2 separate regions of the Mus musculus genome follow, and region 1 is linked to region 2. Evidence: chromatin contacts called from public Micro-C data. All regions are on one chromosome and are shown on one strand. Each heading gives the region's core, a stretch centred on a gene start, on an enhancer-like site or on the middle of the called end of the contact. The rest is flanking DNA. Distances are from core to core; before and after follow the strand shown.

The links. Hi-C and Micro-C count contacts between places; a contact is called where the count stands out from the background.
Region 1: a Micro-C map of the G1E-ER4 cell line shows a contact between it and region 2, with 2.5 times the contacts expected there. The contact joins two enhancer-like sites. A contact is called at or near these places in 2 of 39 promoter capture datasets (macrophages and pre-B cells), 1 of 15 datasets of contacts at CTCF or cohesin (CD8 T cells), 27 of 484 Hi-C or Micro-C datasets (B cells, CD4 T cells, CD4 single positive thymocytes and 13 more), 9 of 115 datasets of contacts at active chromatin or transcription factors (CD8 T cells, the HPC-7 cell line, T-cell acute lymphoblastic leukemia and 6 more) and 3 of 9 other capture datasets (adipose tissue, liver and pancreatic islet).

The regions. Positions count from the first base shown.
Region 1 is chr10:40,196,483-40,201,232 of GRCm38.p6, forward strand. No RefSeq gene overlaps it. Among named protein-coding and RNA genes, the nearest start is that of Gm31992, 35 kb to the left of the region's middle. Within about 2 kb of position 1,784, at least 5 of the 459 cell types and tissues checked have an H3K27ac peak or open chromatin away from gene starts, as enhancers often do. A contact at or near this core is called in the G1E-ER4 cell line, where this site is marked.
Region 2 is chr10:40,130,521-40,134,940 of GRCm38.p6, forward strand. All of the region lies in intron 1 of Slc16a10 (solute carrier family 16 (monocarboxylic acid transporters), member 10), which reads right to left. Among named protein-coding and RNA genes, the nearest start is that of Slc16a10, 9.5 kb to the right of the region's middle. Within about 2 kb of position 1,406, at least 25 of the 459 cell types and tissues checked have an H3K27ac peak or open chromatin away from gene starts, as enhancers often do. A contact at or near this core is called in the G1E-ER4 cell line, where this site is marked.

The DNA of each region.
Region 1 (4,750 bases), core at 534-3,033, 66 kb after region 2:
CACAGACATATATGCGGCAAAGCATTCATACACATTAAAATAATAAAATAATAATTAAAAATTTTAAATTAAAGTTCTATAGGATGAAAAATTTTAAAGCATGCAGTACATTTTGAAAATATTTTAAAACCTTTTTCAGCTATATGTAATTCACATGTGTTCCAACCATGCTGTAGAACAGATTATATTACTGTGGATTCCAGATACAACAACATAGAAAAGAGCTTGTATCACAAGGATAACTGGCCAGTATAAATTTTAACAACAAGGAGAAGTCCCTCACAAGTACAGACCTAGCACAGAGCTTTTAAAAACTGCTGACAGGGGTTGTGGGACTATAGACTTAAGAGAAGGCCCATTATGAAGACTTACAGGCCCTAACTCCAACTTTTTGGGAGGCTGAAGTTCAAGGCCAGCATATGTAAAACCACATCTCTGCCTTAAGAGAGGGAGCTGGAGAGGGTAAGATTTGACATAATGGGGGAGAAGAGGCTATTCCAATTACATCAAAGCCAAAATGGCTCAGCGGCTAAGTAAGTGCAGAGACCAGGGAACACACACATACATAGATAGTAAATCATTTGTTTAAAGAAAGTATTATAGAGGGAAGAGTTACACCATGTGTCACAAAGGTTCATCACAGGATTACCGAATGGAAATGGAGTCTGCTTCAAGTTACTAACAGCCAGCCTGCAGGAAAGAGCCTATCACAGTCTTTCCATGATGCCATGAAGATGTGACACCTTCAGCCTTACCCCAGCTGGCCAGATACAACTCCTTGTCTGAAAAACCTGTGTGCGTCAGATTGTTGATGCAGGCAATATTGTTCTGAACAATATTAGGCTCACACAAGAACAGACTGGTTAAGATATATATATGTGTATATATATATATATATATATATATATATATATATATATATATTCTGATACACTTTGGAAGTTATTTATAGGGAGTCTAGAGAGATGGCTCTGTGGTTAAAAGCACTAATTGCGCTTCCAGAGGACCTAGGTTCAATTCTCAGCACCTACATGGTAGCTCATAACTATCTAAAACACCAGTCCTAAGTGATCTGATGTCCTCTTCTGGCTTCTGTGGGCACCAGGCATGCCCACGGATACCAGGCACACACATGGTACAAGCATATATGCAGGCAAAACACTCAAAAATATAAAATAAGAAAAAAGTGATTTGCAGGATCAGGTGTGGTGTATACCTTTAATCCCAGACCTTGGGAGGCAGAGGCAGAGGCAGACCGATCTCTTTGAGTTCAGAGCTGCATAGGGAGTTCTAGGACAGCTAAGCCTACATAGAGACTCTATCTCAAAACAAACAAAACAAAACAAAACAGGAGGGAACCTCCCACACACTCACACACACTTAAATCCTTCTAGGGATAAGAGGGAAAACAAGGTGTATTTCTCTTTCTGAGTCTCACTTAACAATGATCCCCAGTTACATCTATTTTTCTGCAAATGTCATGTGTGGTAGACATGGAAGCCAACCTTGTGAAGGAAAAATGTGGGATGGAGAGAGAGTGCCACAGGCTCCCGAGACTCCTCACAGAGTCCTGATGTGCACTACCCAGCCTTAGATCTAAGATCACTCCCGGAACAACAGTGAGACAGCAAAAAGAAACTGAGGCCAGGGCGGTGGCCACTTCCCCATCTCCCCCCTGTTCCTTCTGAGTAACCGTATCAGGCAGGGCTTTCATTGGGACACAGTGACAGTGCATTAGATACGATCGGCTGAGGATTGATGGGTTTGAGATTGTACATAAGCTTATGCCCTGCTCAGTAAACCCAGATCTGCAGCCTCATGCTAGTCTCCTGAGTCTGGTTTTCCGGCATTTGTCACATGAGTCCATTGACTCTCACCCACCATTCCAGGTCCTGTTCCCAAAGCCATGATTCCTGGTTTTTGTTTGTTTGTTTGTTTTTTGTTTGTTTGTTTTTTTTGCAGATAAACAAAATTCCACCACATATATGTACTGAAGAAAATTATATGTGTGAGTTTCATGTGTATACACTTTCTTTAAGCATTTATTTGTGAGAGAATACAAATAAAAGTTTCCATTTCTTAGTTATGATGACCAGAGTCACAACACCTTGTATGTACAAGTATTTCTAGGATATTTTTGGAGTTCTTCCTATATACACCCAGGAATGGTCTGGATGTAAAGGAGAGTCAAGAGAACTTGAGCTGACCTAGAAAGCCTGGTTCTCTGGTTGTCTCTTCTATCTGAGCACCCAGAAGATTGCAACTGTTAAAAAATGGCTGTGGGCGGGCAGTGGTGGCACATGCCTTTAATCCCAGCACTTGGGAGGCAGAGGCAGGCTGATTTCTGAGTTCAAGGCCAGCCTGGTCTACAAAGTGAGTTCCAGGACACCCAGGGCTATACAGAGAAACCCTGTCTTGAAAACAAACAAACAAAACAAAACAAACAAACAAACAAACAAACAAAAAGGCTGTGGGGAGCAAAGAGCCTATGCAAGGGAGAGTACCCACCCTAGGCAGACGTCTACCTCTGGGCCCCCTCCAATTATCTATTCCAATAAAGTTTACAGCTTTTGTGTTTAGTCTTGTGGCTGGTATGTGTAGAGAGAATCTCTTATAAGCACTACCTGTCAATAAAAAAGCTGACGGCAGAAAATAGGAGGTGGGACAATGGCAGGAAGAGAGGGGATTCTGGGAAATAGTGAGTGACTAAAAGGGAGACTTGCCTGGGGCCATGAGGGAGATGAAGTTAAATAAGAGGCTGCTGAAAGAGAGTTGCTGGAAAATTCGAAGGAGATTAGAGAGAGAGACACTGAGGAGACAGATGCAAAAGAAGCAGCAGACCTGGATTAAAGGAAAGATAACCAGACATAGACTAATTTGAATGGGTTAAATAAGTTATAGCTAGTCAGGGAATGAGCCAAAGTTCATGGCCTAGGCATTTAATAATAATCAGTGTCAGAGTTGTCATTCCAGGAGCAAGAGCTGGGAGGAAAACACTTTTTATTTGTTTACAGGTGCATTTGAGTACAGGGTGCATCTACACCTGTTGCATGCACTAGTCGCTCCTCTAGGTCTGTAACTATTACACTATCTGGGACCCTCAAGAACCCTATTTTTACTCCGTGATCATCCCGGCCACTTGGATTCCAGCCTCAGATCTATAACAGTTACGGTCAAGGTCCCTCCACTTTGACCCTGAGGACCTCAGACCTCTATTGTCACAGTCTGTCAGTGGCTCCTCCCGTCCACCTTCATCTTCTGTCTGAAGGGGTCTTCTTTTCCCATCCCACAAGACAAACTAGGTGGTGCCTGAGCACCTGGTAACATGTGGGCCATATTAGTAGTTCTGGTTTTAGATTTTTAAGGATTATCCATATTGATGTCTATAGTGGTTGCACCAATGAACATTACCAGCTGTGTCTAAGAATTACTCTTTTTCTAAGTATATAAATTGAAGATAAATATATCCTCACCAATATATATTATCCTTTGTTTTCTTTAATTTAAAGAAAAAGATTTATTTTTAACTATGTGTATGTATGAATATCTGTGTTTGAGTGTGTGCATGTGAGTGCAGGTGCCCACAGAGATCAGACCCATTGGATCCTGGGAACTGGAGTTACAGGCGGTTGTGAGCTACCTCCTGTGGGTGTGGGAATCTCTCTAGTCCCTTTTTTTTTTTTTTTTTTTTTTGGTTTTTCGAGACAGGGTTTCTCTGTGTAGCCCTGGCTGTCCTGGAACTCACTCTGTAGACCAGGCTGACCTCGAACTCAGAAATCTGCCTGCCTCTGCCTCCCAAGTTCTGGGATAAAAGGCATGTGACACCACCGCCAGGCTTTATTTGTCTTCTTAATGATGATCAGTCTGTTGTGGAGCTATGATAGGAAGCCTATTTTGGTTGACTGGGGCTTGCTCCAGTGACTTAGTAGAGAACTCTACAAGGGACAGAAAAGCAAGTCACGTTCCCAGAATCAGGTGCCTGAAACCACAGAGCCCCCAACTCCATAATTCTGTGACTATCAATCACTAAGACAATGTCCCAAGCTTCTGTCATTCTGGCTAGACCCCCACCCCCACAGTTACCTGACTATAGCCAGGTATGCTCCTCCCCACAGTTACCTGATAGCCCAGCCCACTATAAAAGGGTCTGCTTGGCCCCTCCTCGCTCTCTTTAAGCCCTCACCTTTCTTACTCTCTAGCCCTCTTTCTCTCTCCCCCTTCCCACCTCTCTCCACGTGGCCATGGCCAGCCCCTCTCTCTTTCTACCTTCTCTCTTTCCCCCTGCCTTTCTACAATAAAGCTCTAAAACCATAGACTGTCTCTGCTCATCAAGGCCTGCCATGCTTGAACGATGGGATAGGTTGTCCCCTAACAAGCCCTGTCTAGCCTCCCGTGGACCAAGGACTCTCATCCGCGCGAGAACCATGCAGAGCCCCCCTCCCCCCTGCCCCCAGGGGCCCCCATTTGTTCTCAGCTCTTCCGTGGTATCCAGCGTGGGATGCCTGAGGCTGAGAACCTGTTACCTAGGACTGCCCCTTGCCCACCCCTGCAGGCTGGGTCCATAGATACACACAGCCAGACACCCACCCGGGGCCACGTGGAAAGCATGCAACAGTCCTTCCGCGTCTGCCCATCCAGAACACCAGACCTCAGGATGAGGGTTATCTCCCACTCCCTCTTTCCCCCACACCCACTGTCCAACAGTCTGTCTGTGGTGAAATGGGATCTCTGGTTTTCATTTGCAATTTCT
Region 2 (4,420 bases), core at 156-2,655:
CCTCTAAGTAAAATGTGCTGATCAGCAAAAGGAGAAAGTAGATATGTATAGGAATCAAAAGCTCCTTTTTGTGTGCTTGCTCTTCTTTTTAAATCTATAATCCCTGGATTGGGGATTTAGCTCAAAGCATTCTCTAGCAAACACAGGCATTGGATTTGGACCCTAGCACACAAAATAAATAAATAAATACATAAATAAATAAACAAACCCACAAAGGAACTAAATCGATCATTTATCATCTACAATTTTGAAATCCTAAACTCAAAAGTTTCTAAAGATGGCTGGTGCTTGAAAACTAGCTCAACGTTTGACAGCTTGTTGCTCGTGCAGGGGCCCTGGGTTCAGGTCCAGCACCTACAGCTACAGAGTTTGAAATCAGCCTGAGCTACATAAAAACAAACAAACACATAAGAAAATGATTATGTATATGATAATAAGTATCCTTTTTTAATCCAAAATCAAAATATGAATAATAATCTGATTTTATTTAAAATTGGTCCCTAAGGCCAGGTTGGTGGCACACGCCTTTAACCCAGAACTCAGGAAGCAGAGGCAGGCGGGTCTCTGAGAGTTCAAGGTCAGCCTGGTCTACATAGTAAATTTCAAGACAACAAGGACTAAATTGAGAGATCCTTTCTCAGAAAACAAACTATACTATAAAACTATTAAAAGACAAAACTATAAAACTAAGCAAATCAAGTTACCAGTTCCAATCTATTCCATAACAAAAAATTCTCTAGGAAGAAGTAAGACAATAATGCTTGTATGACTAAAGGCTATGTCATTTATTCATTCCTACAAAACAGCTTCTGCTTCCTTTTACTATTTTCTATTTTCAATTACTGTCGCTAATAACCAATCACTGACAAATATGAAGCCATCCCGGTGCTATCATTAGAAATCCCACATCAAGTTAAATAAAAATAAAAAAATAAAAAATAAAAATAAGACATAATAGACCAAATGAAAGGTTCTCTACTATCAAAAACCACCGCCTGGGGCTGTGGGCAGCTGGCTTGGCGGTAGGCTCAGAAGTGGAGACAGGTGCCAGGAGCTCGCTCTAGTCTAGGCCGTGAGCTCGATCCCCAGCAGAAAGGAAGAGAAGCCGTGTGCAAGGCTTAACTCAACTTGTTAAAAAGTTAATTCTTTTTCTTTTCTTTTCTTTTCTTCTTTTGAGACAAGGGTTCACTACATAACCCTGGCTGGCCTAAATCTCACTATGTAGACCAGGTTGGCCTCGAACTTGTAGACTGCCTCGGTCTCTGGAGTGCTGAGATTATGGTCCCAAGACACACTTCTGCCATAGTTATCTGCTTTTAATCATTTTCTAACTTTAAGTGTATGGGTGTTTTGTCTGTCTATCCATCTGAGCACCCTGTGCATGCAGTGCCTGCAGAGGCCAGATAAGGAAATGGGCTCCCATGGAACTGGAGTTATGATGGCTGTGAACAGCCACGTAGTTGCTACGGAAGCAACTCTGTCCTCTGCAAGATAACAAGTGCTCTTAACCTCTGAGCCTTCCCATCCCTTGTCCCCTAGCTTTCTATTTTTATAAAATATAAGAGAATTGGAGTTTAGATCTCATCTGTGTATACAACAGAAATACATGTTCAGCTCTCAGAACTGCTGCAGAACACTGTCAAAGCAATTTACTCTCGGAGGAAGGCGAGTACCAGCTGACGTGTGACCACGGTAGGACAAAGCCCTGACTATCTGGGTGGGAGGGAATTGGAGGAGGCAACAACATTCCCTGAACTTTTGGGGGTAATGGAAAGGAGGAGGCAGGGTCTCATGATAGAGGCCTGAATTTGCAATATAGACCAGGCTAACCTGAATTTCCGACATAGATAGGCTAGCCTCAGACTCAAGCTAGCCTGAGTACTAGGGTTGATGGTGTAAACTACCAGGCTTGCTTCATTCCCCTGACCTTTTTACATTAATTTAACAATTATCTTTTGCTTGAATTTAACTAGCTAAGGCAGACCTTGACAATTTTTACTATTTTGCTGTTGCTGCTGCAGTGCTGAAGGTGGGGCCAGAGCCAGGACCTCCCACAAGCTGGGCAAACACTATGGGGCCGGCTCAACCCCATCAATTAACTGTAAACTCCACTTTGTGCTTCTCAAGTCAGGAGACTATAGCAAGAATACATCAAAAGGGCTGGTGAGATGGCTCAGTGGGTAAGAGCACCTGACTGCTCTTCTGAAGGTCAGGAGTTCAAATCCCAGCAACCACATGGTGGCTCACAACCATCGGTAACGAGATCTGACTCCCTCTTCTGGAGTGTCTGAGGACAGCTACAGTGTACTTACATATAATAAATGAATAAATAAATCTTTTTTTTTTAAGTCCTTTAAAAAAAGAAAGAATACATCAAAATTCCAGAGATGCACAAACAATATATTCAGTATTAAAACCTAGTAATTACTAAAAACTGAATGAGAGCCCTAATTGCTTTCACAACTGAGCTAGAGAGAAAGCCTGGCATAGCTTTGCCTGGTGAGAGATGCAGATGCCACTCTTACTCCTTAGCACGATGGGCGCACTCAGGGGAAGATAAACTCCCTGGGACGCTGAGTACAGACACTCTGAAGAGCGTGAGATTTTTATGTTTAGTAAGAGGAATACAGAAGACGGAAACTCTGCTTTGGTCCATATACAGCATTTCAAATCAGTAGCTCCCAAATATGCCCTGCCATGGTGAAACGAAGACTTCTCCACCTCAGTTCCTTAGTTCTGGCTTCTCTACGCCGTTACTGAAGACACGGTGTAACCACAAACATTCAACACACTCAGCAGGGTCCGGGGTAGCGCTTCCCCCACCACTGCAGGCTCTGACAGGCAGTCTCCTGTGTGGAATACTCAGGTGTACTAGAGATGGCCATCCTGAATGACTGCCAAAGCATCAACCGGCATTCCTATGCGGGCAGTACCAGCTGAGGCAGCTGAGGCCTGGAGCTTTGGGGAGGTGACTTTTCCAGTTACATTTGGGGCTTAGTTTGTTTTTGTTGAGATCTGTTTGTTTAATTTGAATATGAAGTCAGTTTTCTGATGGAGCTATCATGACTTGAAGTGGAATTGTCTTCAAAACCATGACTTCTGACGCTTACACAGAAGGCATTCTTGAGGATCTAGATAAAATACAAGGAAATATGTAGAGAACTGTACTGAGGGGAAAGGGCAGGGTGTTTTACTTCATATGAATACAAAACTATGTCCCTAGTTAAACAGATACTCCTAGGTCCAACTTGGTAGATGTGAACACTGTTATCCTGCTGCCCAAACGTAGCCTCCAAAAGCTGACACAGAAGGCTAGTCCAAAATAAGAGATACATGTGTACAGTTCAGATAGGAGAGAAAAAGAGGCAGAAGGACCATTAGACCAGGAGCCTGGATCAGCCTGGACACCACCAGATCCTGGCTCAAAATAAATGAAAACTTAAAATAAGGTAATGCATGGAAGCCTTCTCTTTATGACAAAGGACTATACAAATTACCAGTTAAATAAGCATGGGTAGCTTTAAAATGCCTTCTGTTCGCCAGGCATAGTGATACATGCCTATATTCCCACCACTCAGAAGTCAGAGGCAAACACAGCAAGACCTTGTCTCAAAAAAAAAAAAAAAAAAAAAAAAAAGAAAGAAAGAAAGAAAGAAAGAAAGAAAGAAAGAAAGAAAGAAAGAAAAGAGAAGAAATTGAATCCTTTCACAGATTACTGATTAACTTAGAATAGGTTGAAATTGAGTTCTGTCCTTCACTTTAAGCTTAATTCATAACCCACTTTAATTTAGTCTCAAATCTCCGAAATGTAATAGCTCCAATCATCCCAAATGCTTAAAATGTGACCATTGTTGCCTAAAGTTCCAGGACTGTGGCATAAAGACTGAAAGGCACTGGAACCCTACAGGACTAACAACCAAGCTGAGGAGGAGTGGTACACATACAGGGACAGAAACAAAGGTAATGTGACACTCCTGGGTATGTACAGGCTGCCAGCTTAGCTGGGACACAAAGAACAAGAAAGGAGAGGTGAGCCAGACATGGAGGCAGAGACAGGTGGATCTCTGCATGTCAGACAAGCCTGTTCTACATAGTGAAGCCAGCCAGGACTACAGAAACTCTGCCTCAAAAATATCAGGAAGAGAGAAAGAGAAGGAGGGAACAAAGGAATGAGGGAGAGAGGGAGGGAGGGAGGGAGGGAGGGAGGGAGGGAGGGAGGGAATGTCAGGTCAGACAAGGGCCATGATTTGCAAACCTCAGGAATTAGGAGTCTGGTATTTTCCAGCAGATAACACATGCCACTGATGGCATTGAAGCAGCAAAACATATACAATCCATAATGTGATCCTAGCAATTGAGGCCCAAAGTAATAAAGACATGAAACAAAGACACCGGCATGAAGGAGAAGGGGACGGGGCAA